Linked DNA regions of Sus scrofa: region 1 is linked to region 2. Evidence: chromatin contacts called from public HiChIP or PLAC-seq data. All regions are on one chromosome and are shown on one strand. Each heading gives the region's core, a stretch centred on a gene start, on an enhancer-like site or on the middle of the called end of the contact. The rest is flanking DNA. Distances are from core to core; before and after follow the strand shown.

Region 1 (2,700 bases), core at 85-2,584, 51 kb after region 2:
ACCTATAAAACTCCTAGAGGAAAACATAGGCAGAATGCTCTTTGACATAAATCACAGCGATATCTTGTTTGACCTACCTTCTCAAATAACGACAATAAAAACAAATGGAACCTAATTAAACTCAAAAGCTTTTGAATAGCAAAGGAAACCATAAAAAAAAAATGAAAAGACAAGTATCTCATTAAAGATTTCAGATCAAATTTTCCATTGGTGAAACTATGATGGGTTTTCTATTTGTTTGTTTTGGTTTTGTATGTGTGTGAGAGGGGAGGCATCTTTCTTAGTATTATTTGTTCATTTATTTTTTTCTTACTGAAAACTCACATTAAGTATGATTTTAGGAAAACATTTTCATCTTTAATCATTCCCTAAAATGATTGCCACCTTTGAAAATATAGCTAAGTAAAAAGAGAGTGTGACACCCTGAGAGCACAATAGCTTCTAAAGTCCAGAGAGTAGTTTTTGCAATGTGTGGAGGTTTGCACAATTCCTTAATTATTCTTGCAATCCACCCCCTTCCCTTCCCCAGTGAGCAAGGTAGGGTGAGAGGAACAGCCACAAATAAATTGCAGCTATCCATAACCTGGGAGAAGTAGATACATGAGTATTTTTTTTCTTTGAAGTTGGCAGTAGTACATGCAAATATCAACTGTTTTTATGTCCTTTTTCAAACATTGTCCCTACTGTCTTACAGATATTTTAAAATAATGCTCCAACTTGCTAGAAAATTAACCAATTAAATGTTCAGCATTGCAGAATCTACACCTGTTTTTTATTCTTGTGGCTGAAGTTGAGAGAGACCATAGCTCATGAATAAGCAACAGTTTCAGTTTTGCAACGCTTTATCTATATGTAACAGGCAGCTATTCATGAGAAAGGAAGTTTAAGACTTGTAGGTAAAAAAACCACCACTCAGATTCCAGGAAAATGCCTTTTTACTGAAGTTTTTTTTTTTTTTCTTCTTTTTACAAAATGTCTGTAGTCAAATTAGAGTTTAGGTCATACTCCAAAGACTTTACATTAATTAGACATATAGAAGCAAGTTTATCTCTCATATATCAGCTCAACAGTTTTCTTCCACATACAGCAGTATTTTGGGTTTTTTCTATGATTATCATTTAGCCACACGAGATGATTCTTTATGTAAACGAGTACTACTTAAGTATAGATTCCAATAACTTTTCAAAACTTTGCTTACACATATGTGTATACATTAATTATATATGTATAAACACAAATTATAGCCTGTTACCATTATTTCAAGCATAAGCTTTTTGAAATAATGTTCCATTCTCCATAGAATTTATAAAGCATAATGACTCTAGCATTTCATAGCTTCCTCTTTTGGTAGACTGTCCTTTTGCAGAGTGAAAAAAAAAAGTGTCTAGAGAAGAGAGTAGAGCAGAGAACAGAGTTCTTTGAGGTGCTGCTAATTCAACTCAGCTATTTAAACAGCTCAACAAGCAACTGTAAATAAGACATAGAGGTAAGAAGAAAGTGTTACTTGCTATTTTTCATTTTATTTAGATTGCTATTTATAGAACAGCAATTTAAATGCTGACAGGGTTACAAAGTACGTTAGGTAAAACCGATACCCTCTCTCAAGTAATTAGTCAATATTTTAAATTAAAAAGTTTAGTAAATTTACAAAGTTTCAACTTCACATACAACATTTAAAAAGCTGGAAATTTTTTAAGTTCTTTTTTATTGCTAAATTATTTTAACTGCAGAGTAAAACCTCTTTTCCTCCTAATTATGTACCGAATTTAGTGCTAAAAGAACTTTTATATTAGTAGTAAATTTTGAAAACATTTTGCCTCTAGTAAATTTCTAACATTTGTAAATTTTCCTACATATATTGGTTTGTTAATTTTGCATACTATGAGTCAAACATTTTCCAGGAAAAAGATATTCTTGCATTTGTTTATCCATTGTGAAAATATATTGTTTTATGTAAGATGTGACACTTCAGAATTATTTTTTATTATGATCGTATTTAAATACTTTAGGGAAGCAATTTGTAGTGTACACTTTGATTTTAAAATCTAAATAAGTAAATCTAAGCTTAGAAATTTGTGCTTGTCTTAGTAAGATTAATTTACAGTTTAATGCTTAAAAATGGAGAAAGAACTAAAAGAAAGACCATTTGGATTCATAATTGGAGATCAAACTAAGCTGAAACTGATCTTAATAGGAAATTCTAAAGTAATTTAAATCGAGCAGAATTTTTTTTTCTTGTTTGTCCCAATCTAGAGTAACATGTATTAACTATTTAATACAATTGCATTCATTTTATAGCCATTTTAAATCCTTCTTTTAAAAGTGGTTGGTTTCTATGTACTTTGGCAAAAAAAAAAAAAAAAAAAAAAAAAAAAAAAGTTTATTTTAATATATCTTTAAAAAGAAAAATTCAGTTATATATACATACATCTATAAATATTATATATACATATTTCAAATAATATATTTGAATGTTTCCTTAACTTGGTTTGCTTTTTAAATAGAACAATTGCATGGCTTCCAAAAAAGAAAGTGCATTGTGCCATCAACTAATGGATTTAATTTTTATCAGTTTTGGTAAACAGTCCTATCATACTGGTTCTATTACATTACCTGGAAAAAAAGCTTTCTTAAAAAACCATATTCAAGCAAGGTGCTGTAATAATCATTGCTTTCTTTTGATTATCGGGAGATTTAAAA
Region 2 (2,700 bases), core at 17-2,516:
CCATGTAAGGAAAGTAAATGTGAGGAACTGCCACAATAAAACATGAAAGAGCTTGCAAGAGAGAGAGAGATGCTCTGTATGGAGCATTCACATTGGAAAGAAAATAATAATAGTAAGAGTAATGGTAATCATTGTAATAAATGCTATTCTAGGTAAACTAAAAGAATATGAGCCTGATTCATCCTGTTTGCTTCTTGAACTTGAAGATCTCATAGGGTCCTTCTGTATAATATTAAGATTCTAAATACTCCAATTACAAACTTGATTATGACTTTATTAAATTTAGTCTCTACATCTTGATAGCAGAAAACTTAAGTTCATAGGGGGAAATGACTATGGGAAAACTACTGTGAAACATCTCAACAAGACATGCTTTTTAAAAATAATTGCATGCACTTAGGAATTTATGGGTAGGCTTCCACCTGCTAATGGAAACTCAGGAGCAACTAATATAAGTCATTGGCAATGAGTGGCTTGCTGTAATAAGTACCCAGTTGTTGGGATGCAAGGAAAAGTAACCAACATTTATTAGGTGCCTATGGTGTGTTACGATCCCTTCTAGGTACCCTTTGAATGTTGTTCTCATTTATCTTTACAATCACTGCATAAGACAGTATCATTAAAACGTTTTATAGTCAAGGGGTCTGAGACAGAAAAATTAGAAAACTTGCCCAATGTTACATATTTAGTAAATGTGAGATTTGAGTACTAAGGTCTGAGTTACTTAGATGACCATTTTGGTTTTTATTACATCACTGGCTTTCTCTCAGCTGGAGAATTGAGAACATGGAAAGGGTTGTCTGCATTAAACCACCCTTGTTCTACTTTCCAATCTGAAAGTAAAATTACCGAATTCCCCTTTTTCTTACAGTCAAATACCACAGTCACCACTGTCCTAGAAGAAAGATTATCTGTTTATGTATTTCATCAAAATACTCTGGAGAAAGTGGGGTAAAATGCAGAGAACTGAATTTTTAGGGCCCAACTAACCTAGATTTAAATCCTGTGTTCATTGCTTTTGCCATTCTACTTTCCTGGGTATGTGAATAATCAGACAAATTTGATATAACTAAGAATTAAATGACACAAGCATAATCCCTGCCATTTTGCAGATGTTACAGAAATATTACTTTCTTCTGCTTTGCTCTGAGTAATGTTATAAGCCAAAACGCTCAGAAAACGTTTTTACCACTTGTTACGGACTCTCTTGTTTTTCTCGATAGTCCCTTATCTTAACTCGTTGACTTTTATTTCCTGTGCCACTGGTCTCTTCCGCTTTGCAATGCCTCTAATCTTTTACCAAGCAAAAAATGTCTTTTGTCTCATTACCTCCTTAGAAAATACATACTCACCAAGATCTGAACTTTCCCAGGAGAAACAATGCTGTCTGAATGTAAATTTTAAGCAATCTGAAATTGCACATGCATGATTATACTTCATAATTTCATTTTTTTGTATTTATATTCTTTTAAAATTAGTTTTAATCTTTCCTGATAATAAAAATAAGCATGCAAATAAATAAATAAATAAATAAATAAATAAATAAATAAATAAAATTTTGAGAAGGGAGTTCCCATCATGGCTCAGCAGAAATGAATCTGACTAGCATCCATGAGAACACAGGTTTGATCTCTGGCCTCGCTCGGTGCTAAAGATCCAGCGTTGCTGTGAGCTATAGTTTAGGTTACAGACACAGCTTGGATCTGGCATTGCTGTGGCTGTGGTATAGGCCAGCAGCTACAGCTCTGATTTGACCCCTAGCCTGGAAACCTCCATATGCCACAGGTGCAGCCCTAAAAAGACAAAAATAATAAAAATAAACATCTAAGTGTAGAAAATGCTAAAAAATACAGACATTTGTTTTAAAAAGCAAGAGCCTACAAAATTCTGCAATCCAGGAATAAACCTACATTTTCAATATTCTCAAATATTTTCTCACAGGATTGCACTTTATGTATGTGTGCATGTATGTATGTGTGTGTGTCTGTGTGTGTTTGTGTGTGTTTATAACTGGGATCTTATAGCTTATTTCACTTAGAATATCATGTTCTCTTTCCTTTGCCATTATAAAATAATTTAATAACATAGTTTTTAATGGTTGCATGTTTCATTATATAGCTATCCCTACCTTTTTACTTGTTTGTTTATAACCCCCCATGAAAGGAGCCATGATAAAAATATCATTCAAATTAAGGTATAATACATGTTCAACCTCACAATGGTTTACATAATAATTTGGAGAAAGAGTGTACACCTAGGATTTGGCAACAGAATAATTAAGTATAATAACAAAAATTTAGTATCACTGAGTCACTCAGGAATGGTTTTATAATTTCATGTTATATATTGTTATTAAAACTCTCATAATATTTTGAACAGACATGACATTTTTGTTATTTTCTAGAAGGCAATCGTTTTCTATAAATATCGGTTGGAGGAGTTCCCGTTGTGGCTCAGTGGTTAGTGAACCCAACTAGCATCCATGAGGACGCGGGTTCGATCCCTGGCCTAGTTCAGTGGGTTAAGGATCCAGCGTTGCTGTGAGCTGTGGTGTAGGTCACAAATGCAGCTGGGATCCCCCGTTGCTGTGGCTGTGGTGTAGGCCAGCAGCAACAGCTCCGATTGGACCCTAGCCTGAGAACTTCCACATGCCCTGGGTGCAGCCCTAAAAATAAATAAATAAATAAATAAATATCTGTT

Evidence for each region. HiChIP or PLAC-seq counts read pairs in DNA pulled down with a chosen protein or histone mark.
Region 1: a contact with region 2 is called in an H3K27ac HiChIP or PLAC-seq map of alveolar macrophages. The contact joins the promoter of MBNL1 here to the enhancer-like site in region 2. A contact is called at or near these places in 10 of 47 Hi-C or Micro-C datasets (alveolar macrophages, blood, embryonic fibroblasts and 3 more) and 1 of 2 datasets of contacts at active chromatin or transcription factors (alveolar macrophages).

Annotation. Positions count from the first base shown.
Region 1 is chr13:92,490,444-92,493,143 of Sscrofa11.1, forward strand. It overlaps MBNL1 (muscleblind-like protein 1), which reads left to right and starts at 1,335. Exons shown (of 13, transcript XM_021069664.1): 1 at 1,335-1,486.
Region 2 is chr13:92,439,290-92,441,989 of Sscrofa11.1, forward strand. No RefSeq gene overlaps it. Among named protein-coding and RNA genes, the nearest start is that of MBNL1, 51 kb to the right of the region's middle. Within about 2 kb of position 1,267, at least 11 of the 83 cell types and tissues checked have an H3K27ac peak or open chromatin away from gene starts, as enhancers often do. A contact at or near this core is called in alveolar macrophages and liver, where this site is marked.